Regions from separate parts of the Sorghum bicolor genome. Here region 1 is linked to region 2. The links are chromatin contacts, called in public HiCAR-type maps. All regions are on one chromosome and are shown on one strand. The core of a region is the stretch at or near the end of the contact, and the rest is flanking DNA. Distances in the headings are between cores, read along the strand shown. Region 1 holds the start of LOC8066130 (lysine histidine transporter 2). Region 2 holds the start of LOC110436825 (glyceraldehyde-3-phosphate dehydrogenase 1, cytosolic-like).

Region 1 (7,361 bases), core at 1,051-3,550, 40 kb after region 2:
GAGATTTGGCGGGAGGTCCAACTGCCATCGTTGAGAAAGATGGCCACCTACTGCCGTGATGATAGGCGTCAGAGCCACCAAGGAAAGCCGATGCGTGACATGGGTCAGATCCAGCCCAAGATCGCTGTTGATCGATTGGTCAGGCCCCTTTGTATTCGTATTGGGCAAGCCGAAATATGTTAAGCTTTACAGTTAAAATCGGTTCAAGGGGGTGTTTAGTTCCCCATAGAATCCAAAATGCAAAATGTCAACTACTTTGGAGTGATGAAATGCAAAATATCAAAATTTTCAGAGTCATGTTTAGTTCCATCCAAAATACAGAATCTATTGTCCTCATGAAGCCTCTTAAAGCTCATTTTGGGTTTTTTTTTACCTCTTGAGGCCAAAATCCAAAATGGAGAATAACTACATTTTTGCTAAAAATTTTGCATGATGTTTAGTTCTATTTTGCAAAATGATGAACCAAAATCCAAAATATTTGAAAAAAAATGGGAACTAAACACCCCCAAATTGATACAATACTATCAAAAATTGGATTCCCTTTTCCAAAATCGAATCACCCTGTTTTCTCGAAGAAGAATCTTATGAAGGATATAACTTTCTCATCTAGACTCCAAATTTATTAAGCATTCCACCTACATATTCATGTCAATCGTTTTGACGAGGACGAAATTCATTCTAACCATGTAGGTCTTCTTCATTCAAAGCCGAATGATTCGATTTCCTACCAATTTGGATCACGAACAACCGTCATATTTGACCGGTCACTGCTGACGTGTGCACTAAGGTTCGTCACTATTTAGCTATATGTTCTTACATAGTGATTAGTACATCTTGTTTGCGTGTGTTCGGTCTCAGTATCAATTTATCGTCACGTTTTGTCAGCAACTTGGTTGGCCAGTTTCACGGGTGGTCGAATTCTTTTTTGGAAGCACGGTAGCAATTCCCGGTGAAGAAAAGTCCGAAGCATATATACAGCTGTATATATTGATATAAGAAACTTATAGTGTTCACAGAAATGTAACAAAAAAAAGTCAATGAAAAATCGAATGCAATCATCATACCAGATGGAACCTGGACTTGAAACCTCGAGATTTTTCAAGATCCGTGTGCCCGACGCAAAAATACGGGGTTGAAGAGAAACACACGCTAATAATACGCTATATATTTATCAGTTGGCTATATATATATACATACTCCCTCCATACTCGATTTTGTTGACGTTTTAGACAGAAATGCGCTAACCAAGGAATGATTAAGCAGGGGTTAGTTTTCCTATTTCGCCCCTATTAAATAGCGTTGCGATTGCTTCTTTGACAGTAATCTGCCATAGCTCGAGTGGCGTGAGCTCCGCAGACCGAGGCCGGAGGTCGTTGGTTCGAGTCTTGGGGCCACCCTTTTTCTTTTGCATGGCTTGCGGTAAGGCGATTCGCCCCGCTGTGGCGCGCATGCGCCACGAGTCTCTCTATGCAAGAGCAGAGAACGGGTCACTTTTTTATTGTTTGCACCAGAGCCGAGGAGACGGCACCTAGCCACTAATGAGCAGGCGGCTGAAGCCATTCCTCATTTCAGTCTGGGAGCCGAGCGGACGGCAGCAAGGGTATACTCGTCCGTACACGCAGCTGCAAACCCACCACGACAAGTTTCGCGATTTCTTCACGAGTACTCAGAACGTCAACTATTTTGAGTATGGAGGGAGTACATATCGTGGTCGGCCGTGTAAGCCCAAGTCGCAGAGAACGGCAAGACCAGGACACTTAAGTCGACGATCCATGTGTACCAACCAATGTTTTAAATAGCGAGCTAATTAAAGTGTTTAGCGGTATATCTCTAAAATAACTAATAGCAGAGTTGAATTAGACTATAGCGGGATATAGCACGTGAACATAAATAGCAATATCTTGCCTCAAAAGACTATAACAAATTATAGCGGCAGCTATAGTGGAAGATTAAAAACTATGGTAGCAACCTAGGCAGCAGGGCAGAGACTTGTCTACAATACAATTTCCGTCGACACGTTTCGTCCAGCCGGAAACCTGCAAACAGTAAAACGAAGTCGGTCGCTTTCAGCATCAGCGACACTTCAACTGTTCCACAGGATTTGTGGTGGTGTAAGTTTTTCAACGAGGAAACTTTGATCGTCACACGGCGCACGGCCGCACACTCCTTGACTTTGATTAATCAATTTGCATCGTTCTCTCTACTAGAGTCTAGATCGATGACACATGCACGCATACATATATATTATTGTATTAGCGCGTATTTTTGTGTTGAAGCTGGAGAATTAGACGACGATCGATCGACGCATGGAAGTCCATCACGTTATCAGAGAGTGCAACGTGAGGGTTTGACCAGTCGAGAGTGCACACACACTGACAGTGACAAATCAAAAGCGAGGAAGCGAATTTCTTCTCCTGCATGCTTTCAGACGATGGACAGATCAGATAGATCATCGGATGGCCTGGTTCGATGAGACACAACTCCAGCTACCTGCTGGAAGAAAAAAAAAGCCATGGGTTGTGTTAAGTTGTAGTAGCTTCGCTTCAATTCCTGTCCTGTCTTCCCATATATAGTCCTCCCTGTTGTTCCTCCCTCTCCAAACTCCATTGCTCTCTCTGATCTTTTGGCATTGGCAGCATCCATTATCCAATCGTGCGTGTGCGTTAGGTGATGGCGGCAGTCCAGCCGTCCATGGAGACGACGCAGCAAGGGCCGCCGCCGGCGGCCAACTATTCTCCGGCCAGGGTACGCCGTCCCCGTCGCCGATTCACCATGCATGAACCTAGCTAGCTCTAGCTCTAGCTCTAGCTCTCTGCTGTGAAGACGACTCGAGCTTTGCTTGTGTGTGTGTGTGACCTGTATATGTAGTGCGATGAATTAATCAGATCGACTCCGTATGCAGGATGGCGGCAGGAGCGCCGAGGAGAAGGCGGCGGAGATCGACAACTGGCTCCCCATCAACGCGTCGAGGAACGCCAAGTGGTGGTACTCTGCGTTCCATAACGTCACCGCCATGGTCGGCGCCGGCGTGCTCGGCCTTCCCTACGCCATGTCCGAGCTCGGCTGGTATGCATATGTATATTTGTCAATTACAGTATCTATCTAGCTAGCTAGTATATTTCCCCACTCAATTTTTATTTTTGCAATTTTCGCTCATCAGTGATTCAAGCAATTAGAAGTTTGACTGAGTTTATATGAAATAATAATAGCATTATGATATACAAAATAAGTATCATTAATTTAATTGTAAACTTAGTTGGGAACATAAATATTAATACTGTTTAATATAAACTTAAGTTAAGCTAGTTTGATTTTATTCTTGACAGACAAAGTACGGTGTTGCATAATTAATGTTTGTCATGGCTCCTATCGAAATATATGACTTTTGGTTCCACACTGGGATCCCCTATGTGTTGACTAGTCAAAAGATTCTAGATTTTATTAAGAAATTCGACTGAAATTTTATATTCGAGAGGTAAAAGGAGGAAACTATGGCTCATTTGGCGTGGTTCCCTCAAAATTTTTTACTTTATGAATAGCTCTATCGAAATAGAGCTTGAGCCATTTTAGAAAACCGTTTGGCAATATAGCTCCATATATTTCTGGCCTCACCGAAATGACGGACAAAATTCGCCCACTAGAACAAAGTGAAGCTGAGTGAATCCACTATTTTTGATTCCATACCATCACAAACCTTTGTGAGAGCATGATTTAAGAGGCTTCCTGAGTAAACTTGTTTTATTTTATCCTGTTTGGTATAAAAATAGCTCGTGAAATCGGTAGAGAAGCTGTTCTAAACGGACCGATTAGGATTAATTTCCCCTTCTATGCACAAGAGAAAGGGACGATTTGTGGACATTTGGGCTTTGGCTGGTTAGATTGAAATTCCAAATTGGGCTGAGTTTTTTTTTTTTTTTTTGCTATGCATGAAGTCATTTTTGGCCTCACCGAAATGACGGACAAAATTCGCTGACTTTCGGCCCATTCTGTTCGAATCCCACGACCTATATACTCGCTGAAGCTGAACATATCAGTCATCCGTGTGACACTTGTCATGGATGAACATTAACCAACCCTACATACATATAATTTTGTTATATATTCCTGTCAATTGCAGGGGCGCTGGCGTCACGATTATGATCTTGTCATGGATCATCACGCTGTACACGCTGTGGCAGATGGTGGAGATGCACGAGATGGTCCCTGGCAAGCGCTTCGACCGGTACCACGAGCTCGGGCAGCACGCGTTCGGCGAGCGGCTGGGCCTGTGGATCGTCGTGCCGCAGCAGCTCGTCGTCGAGGTCGGCGTCAACATCGTCTACATGGTCACCGGCGGCACGTCGCTGAAGAAGTTCCACGACACCGTCTGCGAGAGCTGCAAGCAACTCAAGCTCACCTACTTCATCATGATCTTCGCCTCCGTCCACTTCGTCCTCTCCCAGCTCCCCAACTTCAACTCCATCTCCGGCGTGTCCCTCGCCGCCGCCGTCATGTCGCTCAGCTACTCCACCATCGCGTGGGGCGCGTCGGTGGACAAGGGGAAAGCGGCGAACGTCGACTACGGGATGCGCGCGACGACGACGCCTGGGAAGGTGTTCGGTTTCTTGGGAGCGCTAGGCACCGTGGCGTTCGCCTACGCCGGGCACAACGTGGTGCTGGAGATCCAGGCCACCATCCCGTCGACGCCGGAGAAGCCGTCCAAGAAGCCCATGTGGAAGGGCGTCGTCGTCGCCTACATCGTCGTCGCGCTGTGCTACTTCCCTGTGTCATTCGTCGGTTACTGGGCCTTTGGCAATACTGTTGACAGCGACATCCTCATCACGCTCTCCAGGCCTAAGTGGCTCATTGCCCTCGCCAACATGATGGTCGTCATCCATGTCATTGGCAGCTACCAGGTAGTACATATTATTGTACATATATACATATATGTCTTCCAACTTCTTCCAAGTCAAGCATGTATAGATGTATACATACATGGAAGATGCTGAACTGAATGATGGATATATGGCTGCACAGATTTATGCGATGCCGGTGTTCGACATGATGGAGACGGTGCTGGTGAAGAAGCTGCGGTTCCCTCCTGGCCTGATGCTCCGTCTGATTGCCCGTACTGTTTATGTTGGTAATGCCTTTGTCTGAACACAACCTTTTCAGTCTAAACTCTTAAAGCCAGCTGTGCTAACCAGATGAGCTTCTCACAGTCTCATCCTCAAGAAATAAGACTGACAAGATGTCACATGTGTGCAGCGTTCACAATGTTCATAGCCATCACCTTCCCCTTTTTTGATGGATTGCTAAGTTTCTTTGGTGGATTCGCGTTCGCACCGACAACTTATTTCGTAAGTTCCAGTCGATGACTATCCAATTGTTTTGGGTTTCAGAATGTAACATGACAATATGACAGCTGACCAATCTTTTTTTTTTCTGCCAGCTTCCCTGCATCATGTGGCTCGCAATCTACAAGCCCAAAAGGTTCAGCCTCTCATGGTTCACCAACTGGGTAAGAACCAACTAATTCACAGTCCAGCCTATCTTATCAGGCTTAATTAATCTGCTGTCGTCTAACTTACCTGTGCTCTCCCTATTATTCAGATCTGCATTATTCTTGGAGTGCTTCTGATGGTACTGGCGCCGATTGGAGGACTCCGGAACATCATTATTAGTGCCAAGACATACCATTTCTACCAGTAAACATGCATGATTGTCCAACACAGTGCAAACCCCTTGTTTAACCAACTACAACAGAGACCCTGACAAGTCTCAGGCCACATCATCAGGTGAACAGGTTTTGGATTTTGTACCACGGGATTCTGAACTACTTGTTTGGAATGACAAAAAGCTTGCATCAGATGCGCTAATCGGCAATCGATTATAATGTCTATTGTGAGTTCTTTGTCGTGCCAAAAAGGGAATACCATCATGGCCTAAAACGTGTTCCAGTTGATGAATGTTCCTGACATGTCAAGCTTCCCTTAGTCATGGCCTAACCTAGGAGTTTGCTTGGAGTGGATTATATACATGTGTATGTAGTTTTTCTTCATACTTCTTTATATTCAGGGAATGTTAGCTTTTTTGTATGTATAAACGCGAAAATGGAAGCGTGGTGCTTTGTATTTTTTTTAGAGAATGGAAATGGTGCTTTGTATCTGTTGGTTTTTTTGAGTAATTTAGGGAGAGTTTCCCCGCATTTTCAGTCAATTAATAAAAAAATACAATGATGATCATCAGTTGTACTTCAGGCTCACCTTAGGCCAGCTCAAAACCTCTTCCTCTTTCGCCCCTAAGACCCCCAAATAATCAGCACACACCCTATGCACCGAGTTCCCAGTTATCAAGCCGACCCATACCATCCTCACTCCTATCCTCTATTCTCCACCTAAATTGCTACCTTCATTGATCCATGACTATTGATCACCTCTTGATCACCGGGTGAGCATCAATACCTTCACTACATGAAAACACATATTAGTGATAAGGGCAAAGGTGATGCGCCCCTAAGGCACATCACTAATGACTCTTTAGTGATGGAGGGAAACAAGGTATATCACTTTTATGAACTTTGGGTTAAGCTAAAGAAAAGGGTGTCACTTTTATGTTTAAAAGTGACACACTATAATAACACTCGTTACTACACAAACAAGTGATAAGTCTTCGTGGGATACCCAAAAGTAACAAGACATGATTTACTCATCACTTTTTACTAGATGGAAGGTGATAGATTTGGTCTAGGCCTATCACTTTTCACAATGTATCTCCTCTCACCCGTTTCATTTTTGGATGGCTGCATCATGAACACCTAGTGCCGCAACGTGGTTTCTAGTCTTGCACATGCCGTCACCATTAGATCTCACTTTCATGCAAGCCTCCTTCACCACACATGGGAATCCTCTTCCTCCACTTGTGGGGATCCTCCTCATCCACGTGCTAGCCTCCTCTTCAATGACTTCTTGCTTAGCAAGATCTAGATAGACCTCAAACTTCTCCCTATGATGCCCATCTCATTGGTAGCTTCCTCCTTCCTAGTGTTATCCAAATCCATACAAAGCCTCTAGCTCTCTGGGAACCCCCTCATCCATGATGGCTTCCTTTCACTGGCCTCCTTCTCCCTAATCCCACGCACATTGGAAATCTTAACCCCATACTCACCCTCCCTTCCCTTCTACAAACATGCACATATATTACTTGATGGATCTTGATAAATATGGATGCATTATTATAGTTTAGATGTATGGTTGACGAAATATATTATGATCTAAATGAATTAAGGGATGTAATAGAGACTAGATGAATTAGGGGTTGGATGGATGAATTTCTTCATGTGGGCCCTTTTTGAGCTCTCAGATTCTATTTTGATATTTTTA
Region 2 (7,330 bases), core at 4,292-6,791:
CACGCATGTACGATCGCGAACGGAGGCACCGACAACTCTATCTACAGTCTACTTCACAAAGGCCTTGGTCTCGTTTAGTTCACCCAAAAACCTAAAATTTTTAAAGATTTTCCGTCATATCGATTTTTACGGTTGCGGCACATGCGTGGAGTATTAAATATAGATGAAAATAAAAATTAATTGTACAGTTTGTCTATAAATCGCGAGACGAATCTTTTAAGCCTAGTTACTCTATTATTGGACAATGTTTGTCAAATAAAAACAAAAGTGCTACAATGTCGTTTTCCCAAAAATTTTTGGAACTAAACAAGGCCCTTGTTAAGTTCCTGAGAAATTTTTTGTTTTCGGTACCTAGCATTTTTGTTTTTATTTGATAAATATTGTCTAATCATATATTAACTAGATTTAAAAGATTCATCTCGCGTTTTACAGATAAACTGTGTAATTAGTTTTTATTTTCATTTATATTTAGTATTTCATGCATGTGCCACAAAATTCGATGTGACGATAAATCTTGAAAAAAATTTAGTTTTTGAGATGAACTAAACCAGGCCAAAGTTGAGCTGGATAGACACCCGGCGCCTCTTTGGCTGCTTGATCGGTGATACGATGGTGAACATTAGACCAGTCTCAGTGCTAATTTCATATCCCAGTTTCTAATACTTGCATGTTTTGAAAATAGAGCTAAAGAGTTTTATCTTCATAAAATCTTTTCTATTCTTATAAAATTCTTAGAGAACTCGTAGTGCATAAATCATCATAGTTTTTATGGATATTAATTATATTATCATATAAGCATTTTGCTGATATGATAAGTTAGTTATTAAAAAGAGAACAAAAATCATAAAAAGTGAGTCTAAGTTAGAAACTATGTCTACATGAGAATTAATACTAGAAGAGATGTGATTGGTAGAAAATAAAGAAAGATTGTATGTGACTGGATAAAAAATTGTTATATAGAAACTACATGTATTTTTTATTATTATTGGAACACTGCTCTTATGCTTTCGTCTTCACAAATATAGTGTTATATCAGCATATTAAATATTTATAAAATTCTATAAAGCTTTCATAACAATTAAGTGGGCAAGAAATTGTATGTAGAAATCATCTCACACAATGGTTGAAACTATGCACGGTTTCCATAACAATTAAGTGGGCAAGAAATTGTATGTAGAAATCATCTCACACAATGGAAGTTTCTTTCCCTAATAAATATTCTTTTTTTATTGTTTTCTCTCTCAGCAAGTGCATCGTCTTCCTCCTAGAGCTGCATGCACATTTGTTTTTTGCAGGAGCCACGGACGACCTTGCCATGGAGGGCCACATACTTGCTCGCGGTGTCATTGTCGTGGACCTGTGAACAACATCGCCATGGAGGACCGCGTGCTCGTGGGCGTCAGAGAGCTCGCCATGGAGGTCCACGTGCTCGCAGGCGTCACCGTCGTGGACCTACGAATGACCTCGCCATGGTCCCATGGAGGGTCGTATGCTCGATCGCGGCCAAGAGCTTGCTCGGACGACCTTGCCATGGAGGGCTGCGTGCCTGCCGCCGTCCGCTTCATCGACATGGAGAGCCTGCACGAGCTAGCAACCTCGCTAGAGAGCAACGTCGAGCGCGGCAAAGCCAGATGCCGGACGGCGAGCCACCCAGGCGAGCGATTTGTAGCGGCCTGAGCGAGTGGCCTAGGCGAGCGATCTACGGTGGCCTGGGCAAGTCGACCTGTGGCAACGACGGCTTGCTTCCTGCTGCACAACTTGCGAATGAAATGCCGTGGAGACGATGGAAACTAGTGGTTTCTCCCCAATGCGTTTTTACTCGTTTCTTCACGCATCGATCTGAGTGAGGACGCGATTTCTTGAGGAAGAAACGATTTCTACGTTTTGTACTCTCTTTCCTTAATAACTCTTTTGCCACATCAGCAAATTGCTGAGCTGTCAGTATAATTAAGAGGGATAGAAACTACCATCAATGATCCATTGGGACTGCCCTTAGGTTAGTCTCAATGCATGTTTTATGAGAGTGTCATACACATTAAATAGGGTGCCACATAAGCAAAATTGCTGACTTGACAAAGTCATTAAATGAAGGAGTTTCATCAGATGAGAGAGAAGTTTCATCCCTATAAAACTTATGTGACTCGATTACCTAGTTTATAGTCTTGATAACTGTGTCATAAAACTATGCATTGAGACTGACCTACACTACTTCGCTACAGGAGAGTCTGAGAAGCCGATTGAGCATTATTCATGCATTCTGTAATTGTTGCATTCTGTAATTATTGGTGATCCACCACGCGAGAGCCCGAGAAGCCGATTGGTCAAAGTTTTCTATTTTCAATGCGAACCTCTTACTTTAAATGAAACAACCATCGTTGGAAGAGCATTCTTACCTGTGCCGCCTTAACTAAAAATTAAGGCTCGTGAAAAAAAAAAAAACACACGTCCATGACGCTGGTTGACAGACACAGACGTACAGCAACGTGGAAAACAAAGTCGAAGCTTCCATATTTCATCCAACAAAAAAAAAGATAGATAGAAAGTCGAAGCTGCTTTAAGAAAGGTGTAGGATTCCTGATTTGCTGTGATCTCGTCGTTCGGTCCTGCGATGCGAGTCTTGTTTAGTTAAAAAATATACAAATTTTTTAATTCTCCGTCACATCGAATCTTATGGTATATATATGGAACACTAAATATAGATAAAAAATAACTAATTATACAATTTATTTATAATTTACGAGACAAATCTTTTAAATCTAGATAGTTCGTAATTAGATAATATTTGTTAAATATAAATAAAAGTGCTATAATATTATTTTTTAAAAGAGATGGAACTAAAAGGCGTAGAACAAGGCGAGCAGTAACGAGACAGGATCGAGAACCACTCGGGTGTTTTGTTGGGATAATTAGTGTTCAGCCATAAATTAATTAGATTTAAAAGATTCGTCTAACAAATTACTCTCTAGTTTTTAGTGTTGTTTTAGTATTTTATGTATCTATTCAAATATTTGATGTAACGGACGATAAACTTGAACTCGTGAAACCAAATAGGACCTAATACGCTTCGTGGTGGTTGATTTGGCAGGCACAGGGATTTAATTTCCAGATGCCCGTGCATGCACAAGTTTGACAAACTGGGCCTTGTTTAGTTCCAAAAACTGAAAAGTTTTCAGAACTGTAGCACTTTCGTTTTTATTTGACAAACATTATTCAATTATGGAGTAATTAGGTTTAAAAGATTCATCTCGTGATTTACAGGTAAACTATGTAATTAATTTTCATCTATATTTAATACTCCATACATATGGCGTAAGATTCGATGTGATGGGGAATCTTGAAAAGATTTTGGTTTTTGGAGTGACCTAAACAAGGCCCTGGTATACAGGAGAGACAAAAAAAAAAAACAAGACCAGAGTGCACACCGAGCCGAGGTGGCGGCGGGCTGGCTCGACGAGGAAGACCATGAATTGAAAGCATGAACGCAGGTATGTTCGTTTAGCTAATAAATTATAATTAAAAATATGTTAATTTATTATTAGAAAAATATACATATAGATGCTGAAAAACCATCGGCGCTGGCAGTGGCACGATTTGCCTGGAAATCCGCGGTCGGGCGTCCCCTGAATCTGACGAACCACGACGACGGCGCGGACGTTTTAGGAAGGGGGGCTGGTGGTCGCCGGTCGTGGGCTCTCGGCCGGGCCGTGCGCGACGACGGCAGCCGGCAGCCGGCTGCTGCGTGGTGGTCGGTCTTGCCAGTCGGGGGCGGGCATATTCGCCGAGAATGTGTGGAGCATAGCATATTCCATTCCCCATGGGGCAGCTAGGCCTTGTTTAGTTCTGAAAAGATTTCGGATTTCAGTACTGTAGCATTTTCGTTTGTTTGTGACAAATATTATCTAATTATGGACTAACTAGGATCAAAAGATTCGTCTCGCGATTTCCAGCTAAACTGTGTAATTAGTTTTTGCTTTCGTCTATATTTAATGCTTCATGCATGTGCCGCAAGATTCGATGTGACAGGGAATCTTGAAAACTTTTTGCTTTTTGGGTGAACTAAACAAGGCCCTAGTCTCGGGGTCATCGGGATCTGCATCTGCCATCTGCATGTCGCACATGCCCACGCTCCTCCCCGCCGCGGCCACTGTTGGGGTTTCAGCGGTACCGTAGCACTTTCGTTTGTTTGTAATAAATATTATTCAATCATAAACTAACTAGAGTCAAAAGATTCGTCTCGTGATTTATAGCTAAACTGTGTAATTAGTTTTTGTTTTCGTCTATATTTAATGTTTCATATATGTGTCATAAGATTCGATATGACAAGGCCTGAACCTGAACAAGAAGAAGAAGATGCCCTTGGGCCTTGGCAGGCAACTATGGGCAAGGGAAGAACACGTGTCCTCTCGCTCTCTCTACCACGTGGATGGATGGATACATATGATACGATCGTTGGCTGATTGGCTCGTCCACACAAACACGAGTGACGACGGGGCCACGCTGAGTAAGCCAGCAATGCCAATGCAACCTCGAGTGTGCCAATTCATCCACCACGTCGATTCGGTGCCATGACACAGGGACCTCAGCTCGCCGTCACCTGGCCAACACTCGCCGTGCGCCGCTGGAACACCCTGCCCCAGCCACTTTCGGCCCGTCCGCGCGCGCGCATCCATGTGCCGAGCCACAATTTTTCAACATAAAAAGAGAGACCAATATCAATTCTAACCACACATGATGAAATATAAGTGCACGAGTACGATGTTAGCTTGGCAAGGGTGTAGATAATAGCATAATCAACATTATTTGTTTTTTCGACACAAGAGAAAATTGAAAGTCTAAAAGAACAGTGACAATTATAGTGAAACGGAGAAAAGGTTATTCATCTGTAAGTCTTTAATCTCTGTCCTAGTAATTTAATTTATAGACAAAAAAGAAATCATTGTATATTGATTGATAGGGATAAAGAGTAGATGCCGGAAGACAAGAAGATAAAAATGATAATCTTAAAGCATATTTATAACGGGTGCTTTGAAGAAGAGACATTTTTCACTCTTGAAAACTCATATTATTTGTATAGATAGGATATGTAAATATAGATGTAGATATAATATATATAAATATTAGATATGATATGATATGAGATATATTATGGCATTATACCGCTGCAAGAATAAGCCGCGATAAGGCTATAGTTTTATAGATATAGATATGGGATACAATTTTATTTTTTAGTTGTATTTTTCTTTATTTTTATTATTATCCTTTGTTTGCAAAGAAAGAAATGGAGAAGGAAATATGACTTTCTTCTTCTTCTTGCGCCACAATCCACGCGCGGAACAACGGAACGCACCTACCCCCGAGACGAACTTCTCCCTCCATGACACGTGGGCCGCGGTACTGTCCGGGCCTACACGTCATCCGGACACCTGTCCCGGCCTACGCCTTCTGGAGAAAGGCGCATTGGACAGGTCATCGCCGCACCTCATTCCACAATTATTTGCTCCCATTGTTTATTTTGTCCTCCCTGTAGTCGCATTTCGCTTTCTCCTTTAATAATTAATTCATTAATTAATTAACAAAAGATTTTTTTTTTCTCTCCTCATTGCCTTCTCTGGGCTTTATAAAAGGGCAACCGCTAAACCCCCCATCTCATCCCATATCAGCTTCTAGACGCTTCACTTATCTCGAGCATCTCCCGTCCCCGTCCTCGCTCCTGACTCGCCATGGGTAAATTCTTCGCTCCCGCCTGGGATTTGTCCGTTTGATTGCTGATCCTTCTTGCTTCGTACTCAGATCTGACCAATTGGTTTTTCTGGCTGGATCTCTGGATGCAGGCAAGATTAAGATCGGAATCAACGGTGAGTTTGTACCCCCCCTAAGCTATGCTATTGCTATTTCTCCTGCTCGAGCTCGTTTGGTCTTGTTTGGTTGTGGTTTGGGCTGATCTGAGAGCGCTCTCTCTGCATCTGCGTTTGCTCAGGTTTCGGAAGGATCGGCAGGCTCGTGGCCAGGGTCGCCCTCCAGAGCGAGGATGTCGAGCTCGTCGCCGTCAACGACCCCTTCATCACCACGGATTACATGGTAATGCTTCTCGATCTGTTGCTTTTGTTCCGTACACCTGGAAGTTTTATGTTATTTTAGGGTGGGTCAGCATGCATGCTCGATTTGGTTAATCATAGCTTCCAGAGTTGTTTTACTTAGGCCTTGTTTAGTTCAAAATTTTTTTTTGGAAATCGACACTGTAGCATTTTCGTTTGTATTTGATAAATATTGCCCGATCATGGACTACCTAGGCTTAAAAGATTCGTCTCGTCAATTCCGACCAAACTGTGCAATTAGTTTTTATTTTCGTCTATATTTAATACTCTATGCTTGTGGCTAAAGATTCGATGTGACGGGGAATCTGAAAAATTTTGCAAAATTTGTTGGGAACTAAACAAGGCCTTAAGTTATTTACTGGCTTTATCAGTATCTGTTGGTATGAACAGCTTGAGGTGTCAGATTTGGTGCTTACTTCAGTTTCTGAATCCTGAAATCTGTGTGCTGTGCTCATGGTTTATGTGCTCCCCTCTCATCTTGCGTAGACCTACATGTTCAAGTATGACACCGTGCACGGCCACTGGAAGCACAGTGAAATCACCCTCAAGGACTCCAAGACCCTTCTCTTCGGTGAGAAGCCAGTCACCGTCTTTGGCATCAGGTACTCCCCTCGCCTGCTTCTTTCAGACATGGATTGAGTTTATGTGCTCAAGTTGTTAGCTGATGCTTGAACTGCTGCAATTCTACAGGAACCCTGAGGAGATCCCGTGGGGTGAGGCTGGTGCTGACTATGTCGTGGAGTCCACTGGTGTCTTCACTGACAAGGACAAGGCTGCTGCACATCTGAAGGTATAATTTCTGCTTCACGAGCCTTTACTTGTTTCAGAATGTATATGCTGTTTCACTTGTTTGGGTATCATGTTCTCCCAGATCGCAAATATGGATTGTACATGTGTGGTGCATAAATTTAGAGATCCCACCAAGTAGTTGGGCTTAATGTATACAAGTTTGCACTAGTAGATTCTTATTAGTACTGCTGCATGGAAGCTCAAGAGCTGCAATCAGGCAGTGCTGTTTTTAGTATAGCTGGTTACTTCCAGTTGAGTTGGTTGATTGCTTCTGACATGCTGTGATAACCTGAGGTTTTGGAATGTACTTCAGTTTCATTGCTATAAAAGTACTGTTAGTCTGTTACTGGACTTAGATTGAAATTATTAGACTCGTAGTGCAGTGTCATGACTAGGATAACCCTTGTACCCTCTTTACTCTTATCACTTTACTCTTGCTGTGTCAA

The links. HiCAR-type assays count read pairs that join an accessible place to other places.
Region 1: a HiCAR-type map of leaf shows a contact between it and region 2, with 2.2 times the contacts expected there. The contact joins the promoter of LOC8066130 here to the promoter of LOC110436825 in region 2. A contact is called at or near these places in 1 of 4 Hi-C or Micro-C datasets (leaf) and 1 of 1 datasets of contacts at active chromatin or transcription factors (leaf).

The regions. Positions count from the first base shown.
Region 1 is chr7:2,349,391-2,356,751 of Sorghum_bicolor_NCBIv3, forward strand. It overlaps LOC8066130 (lysine histidine transporter 2), which reads left to right and starts at 2,301. Exons shown (of 7, transcript XM_002443752.2): 1 at 2,301-2,745; 2 at 2,903-3,066; 3 at 4,118-4,895; 4 at 5,017-5,122; 5 at 5,248-5,339; 6 at 5,432-5,500; 7 at 5,593-6,152. The coding sequence starts at 2,671. The coding sequence ends at 5,691.
Region 2 is chr7:2,306,425-2,313,754 of Sorghum_bicolor_NCBIv3, forward strand. It overlaps LOC110436825 (glyceraldehyde-3-phosphate dehydrogenase 1, cytosolic-like), which reads left to right and starts at 5,542. Exons shown (of 11, transcript XM_021464381.1): 1 at 5,542-5,724; 2 at 5,832-5,855; 3 at 5,978-6,078; 4 at 6,582-6,697; 5 at 6,786-6,885. The coding sequence starts at 5,721.